2 separate regions of the Mus musculus genome follow, and region 2 is linked to region 1. Evidence: chromatin contacts called from public Hi-C data. All regions are on one chromosome and are shown on one strand. The core of a region is the stretch at or near the end of the contact, and the rest is flanking DNA. Distances in the headings are between cores, read along the strand shown. Region 1 holds the start of Cenpc1 (centromere protein C1). Region 2 holds the start of Crlf2 (cytokine receptor-like factor 2).

Evidence for each region. Hi-C and Micro-C count contacts between places; a contact is called where the count stands out from the background.
Region 2: a contact with region 1 is called in a Hi-C map of muscle stem cells, with 9 times the contacts expected there. The contact joins the promoter of Crlf2 here to the promoter of Cenpc1 in region 1. A contact is called at or near these places in 3 of 484 Hi-C or Micro-C datasets (CD4 T cells, muscle stem cells and uterus).

The regions. Positions count from the first base shown.
Region 1 is chr5:86,063,745-86,068,582 of GRCm38.p6, forward strand. It overlaps Cenpc1 (centromere protein C1), which reads right to left and starts at 1,839. Exons shown (of 19, transcript NM_007683.4): 1 at 1,584-1,839. The coding sequence starts at 1,601.
Region 2 is chr5:109,556,096-109,560,933 of GRCm38.p6, forward strand. It overlaps Crlf2 (cytokine receptor-like factor 2), which reads right to left and starts at 2,898. Exons shown (of 8, transcript NM_016715.4): 1 at 2,710-2,898; 2 at 1,423-1,519; 3 at 906-1,072; 4 at 325-467; 5 at 1-86. The coding sequence starts at 2,788.

The sequences.
Region 1 (4,838 bases), core at 589-3,088:
ATGGAGCAGAAATTGAGGAAACAGCTTACCAATGACTGGCCCAACTTGAGATCCACCCCATTCAAGAGAGCCAATCTCTGACACTATTATTAATACTCTGCTATGCTTGCCAATAGAACCTACTATAACTGTCTCCTGAGAAGCTTCATCCAGCAACAGATGGAAACAAACTCAGAGATCACAGTCAAATATCAGACAGAGCTCAGGGACTCTTGTCTAAGAGTAGAGGATAGAATGAATCAGGAGGTGCTACACACACTCCGAGAGGCCTGGAAGCACTCACAAGGCAAAGAGTTTCAAGGAATCCCAACCTCCTGGTATCTTGGCATTCTCATAACCCATATACTCATACCCTATCCCCACGTTAGTCTGGTGTATGGATCCATGTGTTCTCTTTTAGTATTATTTTATTATAAGTGCCTTTAAAGATTGAATTCTGACATAACTAAGCCTTCGCCAGTGTTCCGACATCCCAAAAAATCCTTGAAGCCGACAAACTTGGAATTCAGTAAGAAGGTTATCTATTCAGTAACATTCAAATTTACTTCTAATTCACACTGGCCTAGGGAATAGGTGGGTTTACCATGAAAGAGTTAGGGAATCCCCGAGACAGGTTTCTTCACTAGGTCCAAAAGAAACAACATAATCAGGCATTTACTAAGAACCCCTAGTGGTGGGCTTAACAATAAATAGACTAGCATTACACCAGGCTCCCTTCTTAGTGGCAGTGGCCTGGTCCCTGCCTTCTTTTGATGTATACATTCCTTATGTTTTGTGTCACTGTAACTCGGTGGATGTATCTCGCCTTGGTTCTTGTTATTCTTCTGTATAAAAAGTTCGATGCTCGACTAAACTGTCTTTTCATACATGTTAAGCATGCATAAACACACACACAACTACATGATAGAAACCATCAACGAAGGTTTTCTTTCAAAGATAAATTGAACTGCTGAGTTAGGGAGGAAATAGGGCATAGTAATCATACAAAACTTGGAATGAATATCAAGTGTGTCAAGAGACATAAAGTGGCAAGTCGTGGCCCACATCAAACATTCAAAGCTGGCACCTTTTAAAATATGATTGCCTTGTATAAAGCTTTATCATTAACAGGTGTCCCATAAATATTAGACTCTTCACATAAAATAGTATTTCGAAATTAATACTCGAGGTTTTCCAGACCATCAAGACTGGCTTGTACAATAGTCATGAGTATTTGGAAGACTGAAAAACGGGAAAAGGCTGAAATGTAGAAATGAAGGAATCTCTTCCGGGGGGGGGGGGGGGGAGCAGGCACGGATGGATGAGCTTACGACGTGAACCAGTAACAGTCCAGTTACTTCCACTACCAGTACACCAGCACACCTGATTTGTTACCTGTGCAGCTTTTAAGCCACCCCAGACAAGCCCCACCCCACCCAGACAGGCGGGACTAGGCACCCGCTACCCGATCCCTCCGCACCCCTCACAAGCCTCCGCACCCCTCACAAGCCTCACCCCACCCCACCCCGACAAGCCGGATATGCACCCGGTCCAGCACAGGGCGAGCGACGCATCGCGCAGGCCCGATCCAGACCCGCACTTACCAGATGGAACGAGGCCATGGTTCCGGCCCACTAGGTCAAACGGAGGCCTGAGAGGGAAACCCAAGCCGGCCAGGGTTCCAGGAGGGTTAGAGTAAGATTGCGGACGGAGGCGTCCCCAGAGCTGCGCGACCCGCACTTAACACTCAGCCGTAAATAAACAGCAGCCACCAAGAAAAATAAATGAATAAAAGTCAAACGAGCCACGCCTGCGCACAAGCCTAGCTTAGCCGGCCGTTAATTGGCGTTTTTTAAAGACTCCGGCTCTTGTTCCCGCCCATTCGCCTGTTACTCACCTATCAACCCGCCTTTCTCAGTTCGCCCCGCCCTCCTGCCCAGCGCGCCTTGCTCTTCCGCCCGCGTCTCAACCTCCCACTCATCGCCCCGCCTCTCACCCGTCGCCACGCCTTTCACCAGTCGCCACGCCTCTCACCCTTCGCCACTCCCCTCGCCGGTCGCCACGCCTCTCACCCTTCGCCACTCCCCTCGCCGGTCGACTTGTCCGGGCTTTGTGTGGACTCTCCTGTTCTACTTTCTTCAGACAGTTTGTTGCGTCTATGACTGCTCGTATTTAGAAAGCAGGTGTTGAGCACCACCTGTGCTCCTTGAGATAAATGTATAATACATCCCAGCAGTTCTACTACGGATTAATAGGTAATACTTAAAAAGGATTACAGGTAGAAATTGCTGGCGTTTTGAGCAGAGTACACTACGCAGATTCGTCAGCTGCAACCCGCCCATCTATACAGTATCTCTGAAAATAGTAATGCTATTCTTTTTTCAAGTATTTAAAAATTATTTATGAAGCAAAGGCATAAATTATATATGCATATCAGTAGAACGAACATAATGTTTTTAAGAGAAAGTGACTGCTTCTGTCTTATGCGAAAATTAAGGTAATGACCCCAATTGGAAAACAAGGAAAATACACCGATGTGTATTTTGTCCTGTCCACGTGACTCTAGGTCGCAGCCTGTAGCTGCTCTATTTCCTTAGGAGACAGAATGCCATAAATACATACATACATACATACATACATACATACAGAAGGAAGGAAAGAAAAGAGAGAGAGTCTGCAGGGATGGAGCGATGGCTCAGTGGTCAAGAGCGCTTGCTGCACTTTTAAAGGAGCAAAGTTCGATTCCCAGCACCCACAAAGCAACTCAACCGTTTGTAGCTCCAGTTCCAGGGGATCTGACACCTATTCCGGCCTCAGCTAGCAAAAAGCACGCACGTGATGTCCTCGCAGGCAAGCAGACAAAACAATCATACCTATAAAGTGAATAAATCTCTTTTTAGTGTAGATTATTTTAGAATGATGGGGCTCCATATGAGCTGAATGTGCTCATGATTGCAGCGACGCTTGCCCGGCTCGCCAGTCAGATCCGCCAGAGGGCAGCAGAGGTGCTGCAAACTTACTTATTTATCATATTCTCCAATGGGAAGCTACAGAGTCCAGGCAAACTGTACAACAGCTACGACTCGATAAATCTCCAAGAGGAGTCAGCCGACCCTGGCGGCTGAAACGGAGACTTTCTCCTGCGTTGAAAATCATTTTGAGACGGTTGTCCTCGGTTGCAACACGACACTTTGTGGGAATTTTGAACAAGACCTGTGACCAAAATGAAAGGGCAAGATGCTTGAGTTGCTCAACATGCAGACGCTGTTTGCTGAAAAAGCAGTTGAGAGTGAATCGACTCTAGAGAATCACATCAAAACGTTCAGAGTAAACATGGGGGTTTTTGCTTTGGTGCCTTTGGAACCAACAAGCATCAGGAAGCTGTTGCTGTCCAGGAGAATAAACAAAGTTGGCAATGAGGGTTTGAGTCTCTCAGCTGCTCAAGACACAGAGAGACCAGCCCTAATACACAGGGTGTGACCTCTCAGGTAGGTGATGGCATCCAGGATGACTTGCAAGTTGATCGCCTTCCACCTTCCTTCGAATTGTGCTGATGCTGCCCAACCTGGAATAGTTGAAAATATTCTGCCCCGCTCCCCACAGAGGATGAAGCTCGAGAAAGTCCAAGTGGAACTTCCAGAAAGGTATCATCAGAAGAAATACTGAGGATGATCAAACAGGACAGCCAGTGGGGCTTTTTGTCGTCAAAATGCTAACATCCCACAGGGAATGAGGAGAGGAGAGCAGAGCCCACCAGGCCGAACGCATCTGATTTCTAAGACCCTCATCAAGTTCACAGCCCAGAAAGGCATAAAGGGGAAAGTGTGCTGGGACCTGAAACTCTCACTCCACCCCTCAACCCCACCCCTGCACATCATGAAAACCAGCCTGGTGGAGCACTTTACCTGCCTAGCTTATAGCAACGGCCACACACAGAGCATAATCTCTGATTCTGTGAAGGCAACAATAACTGCGTGTGTGGTTACCCTTGCCTTGCGCATAAATGACTTCCAGATTTCCCTGATAGTGTTACAGGCAAAATGGCACACTATGTCCTAAATTTGGATCATCTGCAGATACTTGTTCATTCAAAATGACCCTAGAGGGTTTTCGGAGGGGAAACGAGGAAAGGGGTTATAACATTTGAAATGTAAATAAAGAAAATATCCAATAAATTTAAAAAAAAAATGACCCTAGGAAACCATAAATGATAAAATGCCAAACTTTATCTCACAGGTAGTACATAAAAATAAAAGCGTGTTAAAGAGAGAAAACACAAAGAAAAAAATGCCAGCAACCTTATGGGGCAGAAATTGTAGCTGGATTAGGGGAAATTTTATTATATTGAAAAATACGTTGAGAAGAGCAAAATGTAATCTCATTATGGGACACTTCTGGTGTTACAATAAAATTTCAATAATTCTATAGCCAATGAAGGAATTATTAAAAAGACTGTAATCAGTCATTCCTATTAAAGCCCATGCGCCATCCAGCATTTAACAGCTTAGACAATCTTGGAAGGAATGGTAAAACAGTGGCTCTGGGGCAGGTTTAGAGGACCAGGGTCAAAAAAAATCAACAACAACAACAACAAAAACAGTGCAATTAAAGCTACACTAAAACACTAAAGCAGTTCTGAGGCAAATCGAAAAATTAGGAACCTGATAATAATGTTGGCCTCTAAAGAACATAAAGGAAATGCAATCAGGAAGTCACCGGAGTTACAAAACTGCCACCTCACGGAAGGCTCCGTGAATGCTAGGCCACACCAAGGCTGACCACCTCATACCTAACACTAACTGATGCCCCCTGGCTAAGTTGTCAGCATCCATGAAGCTAGTGACCAGACACTGTACCCT
Region 2 (4,838 bases), core at 1,648-4,147, about 23 Mb after region 1:
CGGGGCGACGCCCGAACCCGGAAGTCATAGCAGCGTACGGGGTCGAGCCCGCCCACTGTCAAGTCACAGCAGGGCCCTGAGGTCGTCTGCGGAGAGGGGGGGGTTGTAGGGGGTCGGAGGTCACTGGAGGGTTCAGAGGTCACAGTTTGGGGCCAGAGGCGAGAGAGGTCGGGCTGAGGCGGGAAGGATTCAAATGTCATGGGTGGGGTCAAAGGCCATGCATCTATTGTTAGGGTTGGAAAACGCAGTGTGCGGGGGCAGGAGGTCGCAGGTGGGGTCAGAGGTCACGGAGGGGCCGGCCCTGCCCCCCATGAATTCACTCGCCTGCCAGGCGTCCTCATCGTCATTGCTCTCCCGGTGCTGCACCTCGTAGTCCAGGCCCAGGTAGGAGTGGGCAGGCCAGGAGACAGTCACGTCCCCGTCTGGTGTCCAGAGCAGCGTCACATTCCAAGGTGGGCGGGGCTTCACTGCGGTGGGGAAGGTGGGGGTGGGAGGAGCTGCTGTGACCTCATTTGGCTTAATCCACACCCACCGAGAGTCTGGGTGTTGTGGCGGTGACATCACTTTCTGTCCCACCCCCGCCTGTTTCATGAAGGCCATGCCCATCGGGATGAGGGAAGGGGCGCACTTCAGAGAGCAGGACACGCCTACTTCCCATTCCTAAGAACCACTTTCTGTCTATGCTCCGCCCACCGGAGTCCAAAGGCGCAGCTGTGACATCATCAGAGCACTGCCTAACCCCTGGAGCCCAATTCCGGTATCAAAGACCAACTTCCCGTCTAAGCGCCGCCCAGTTCCTGTTTGCCCCACTCAGTGGGAGTTGAAGAGACATCATCAGGCAACTTCCTGCGTACTTCCGCCCAAGGCCCCGCCCCCTCCCTCCATGTCACGCCCACACCACTCACGCCAGGCGGACGCGCGCTGCCTAGCCTTAAACACCATGGCCCCGCCTCCGTCGCGCAGTGCCAGCTCCAGCAGCCCCGCCCTCGCCGCGGGGAGGATGCACCCGGAAGTGACACCAGCGCCGGACAGGAAATATCGCGGGCAGGGTTGCAGGGCGCCAGTGCCATAACTGCAGAGTCGGGGATTAAGGGGGAAGGATCAGCTGGATGGGAAGTGATGGACCAGAAGTCCCGCCCACGAGCATCTGAATTTCAACACCTCAAACAGAAAGTGATGGGCAGAAAGGAAGTACCGCTCCTTCCTGTCATTCATCAGAGTCTGAAAGGAAGTACCGTCCCTAATCATTTGTCAATCATTAATTAGACAGGAAGTCCCGCCCACTCTTTCAGGCGTTTAAAAGAATGAACAGCAAGTGAGTGAAGAGGAATGAGAGGAAATCCCGCCCCCTCCCATATATCATTCAATGATTCCGACAGGAAGTCACAGACCAGAAGTTCTGCCCCGCCCCCCTTCACTCACCGGAACTCCAGGCTCAAGTTGGCGCCGTGGTGGTCGGGGCCCGAGCCCCACGTGACCTCCACCGTCTCCAGGTCATGGCAGACGACTGTGACATCACCTGCGGGGGCAGGGCGGGGATCAGGGGAGCAGCCCGTGACGTCAGCGCGTTCCAGAAGAGCCATCGCAGCCATTTCCCTGACTCAGACCCTTGGCTAGGGCGCTGGGAGCAGGCCGGGCCTCATTTGCATATGCACTAGGCAGGGGAAGACAGAGGAAGACATTCTGGCTCGTACGCAAATATAGGGAATGAATATGTAAACGAGAGGCCCAAGAACTGTAGCGGTGGGCGACACCTCATTTGCATATTCACAAACAGAGAAAAGGAAAAGGATTGGGGGCTCATGAATATGGAAAGCGCTTCTCGAATATGCAAATGAGCAGCTAGCAAGTCGGAGCCTCATTTGAATATACATGATCGCAAAGAAAGCGGTAGGGAAGCGGGGCTCACCACTATGCAAAGCGACCAATGGATACACAAATGAGCAGGCAGTGAACCAGAGTGGAGATGGACTGGGGAAGCATTCTTTGCATATTCATGAGGGGAAAAGGATGGAAGACTTTGTGGCTGGTGCATATGAGAATAGCAGTATATGATGAGGAGCGGGCAGATTCAATTTCGGAGATCTGAGGTCTCATCTGCATATTCATGATCAGGGACGTTGGAGCAAGACGTTGAGGCTTGTGCATATGTAAATCGTGGGGAAAATATGCAAATGCATAGTGATCCATATGGACAGGGCATCAATTCTATATTCATGAGGGGATGGAAGACAGAAATACATCGCTCATGAATATGTGTATCTCCCGATGGATATGCAAATGAGAAGCGATGAGTGAGAACTCGGTAGGGGCGAAGCGTTATTTGCATATAAGCGGGAAAGCTGTATATGAATATGCAAAGAAGGAGCGGCCCAGAGGCCTTATTTGCATATTCAGGAGGAGGAGCGAGATTGTGGCGGCAGCACTATGCTAATGAGGTCAAGGCGGGGTTTAGGTCTCATTTGCATATTACTGAGGAGAAAGCGCCGAGCGTAGGGGGGGAGGGCGGGGCTCATGCATACGCAAAGATCAAAATGAATATGCAAACGAAGCGCTATCCGATCGCCCTTAGGAGGGCCAGAGGCCTTATTTGCATATTCATGATGGGACGAAAAGCAATGATGGGACGAAAAGCAACTTGGTAGCTCTTGCTCGGGCCCCGCCCACCGCGGCGATTGACAGGCAGCCCCGCCCCCGCTCACTCCTCACCCCGTGACGTCACCGCCGCCGCCGCCGCTGCCGCCGCAAGGAGCCGAGGCAGGAGGATGACCGCGAGTGCCCATGCCATGTCGCCGGCGGGGCCGCGGACGCTGCAGTGATTGACAGCTGGTTCGGTCCGAGCCGGTCCGAGTCGAGGGCGCCCAGGCCGCTTAGAGCCGAAAACGGGAAGCCGGGGGCGGGGGTTGGGGCGACGGGGCGGGGCCACGGCAATAAACGGATGCGGCGACTCACCGACATGGGCGTGGCCCGGCTTCCTCTTCCCATCAATCACCCGGATAGGGGGAAGCGGGGGGGGGGCGGGGGGGGGGGGGTGGACTCCGCGTGCGCCCCGACCACGCCCCTCGCGGCCTGTCCCCGCCCCCAAACCTCCAAGGCCCCGCCCCCGCCCATCTAATCTGCCCGGCTCTTGTGGTGCTTTTTAAGGCTTACTTGTAAATAATAAAAATTGTGTGTCTTTTATCCAAAAACAGAAGGGAGGTGTTGCTCCCATATGTCTGTTCCTCTCTACTTCTTTGTTCTGTCATTTGGTTGCACATTGACCTCACCAAGATGGAGGTGGCTGGCCATCGTGTGACTTTCTGTTCCAGGTCACTTCTGCTTCTCCCTTTCCCAGTCTCTAGGTGGCCCAGCACAAAAGTAAATCGCTTTGTTGAAACTTAAATGGTATGTAAATATTAGATAATAGTGAACATATCTTTTTCTTTGTCTTAACAAAAGTCGTACTTAATCATACAAAGATTTTAAGTAATATACAAATTTGAACTTACAAACAGGGCAGCACTGTGCATTGTTACACCAATTACTAAAGTTTGGTGGAAAATGGTTTCATTCATAAGGACACAAACCTGAAGATGTTGAGAACCGGGGATCTCAATTGAGAAATGGCTACCATCATATTGACCTGTGGTTTTGTGAGTAAGCCATGTACTTAATTAATGATTAATATAAGGTTACCCTACTTTCTGTGAACAGTGACACCTCTAGGTGCGTTGTTCTTGTGATTTTGAGGCCAGCCTGGTCTACAAAGTGAGTTCCAGGACAGCCAGGGCTACACAGAGAAACCCTGTCTCAAAAAACCAAAAAAAAAAAAAAAAAAAGAAAGAAAAGAAAGAAAGAAAGAAAAAAGAAAGGGCACTGCAGCCCTTCCAGTCGGCACCAGCTCCGGGTCACCTTGTGCACAAACTCTGCAGACGGTCCCATGGTCCCCAGAGGACTCTCCACACAATCTTAGGATCACTGGTGAGTGGAACAAAACATCTGTTCCTGCTGCAGACAAACCTCAATTGGGTCATCGATCTGCAGGGAACGAGGTTCCAGTACTTACAGGCAAGCAAGGAGTTGGCATGGATAACAAATAAATATGGACACAAGGGAGTGTGTATCTGGATTATTTTCTCAAAGCAAGCACCAGTCTTTTTGTTTGGTTGGTTTTTGTTTTTTGATTTTTTTTCGAGACAGGGTTTCTTTGTATAGCCCTGGCTGTCCTGGAACTCACTTTGTAGACCAAGCTGGCCTCAAACTCAGAAATCCACCTGCCTCTGCCTCCCCAGTGCTGGGATTAGAGGCGTGTGCCACCACGCTCAGCACCAGTCTTATAATACAGAAGAAAAACAAGAAAGCTGATGGATACATTCATCAAGGTACACTGTTTCTTAACACAAAACAAAGAAAATGCATACATAAAAAGATGGCGGGAGCCAGGCAGTGTTTACAACTGAGAATAGGAACAACCCTAATTAAGATCAGCTAAACACAGGAGCCAGGTGAATGCTCTGATGCAATGCTAGTCTATTGTTAAACCCACCACCAGGGCTCCTTTAGTAAATACCTGATTATCCTATTCCTCTGGGCCTAGTGAACAACTTGCACCAGGGGAATTCCATTTTACTAACCCTTTCATGAATAATACCGCAACCCACCTATTTCCTAGGCCATTGTGTATTCCTGTTTATGGATGTGACTTGGCTATTGTTTTAAGTAATTACTATGCAGACTAGCCTTGAGCTTTTCTAGCTCTGTTCTAGTAAATAGTAATGCCTGATTATTTTCACTGTCTCTACTAGAGGTAAATTTGAATGTTACTGAATAGGAAACATTCTTACTGAATTGCAAGCTCA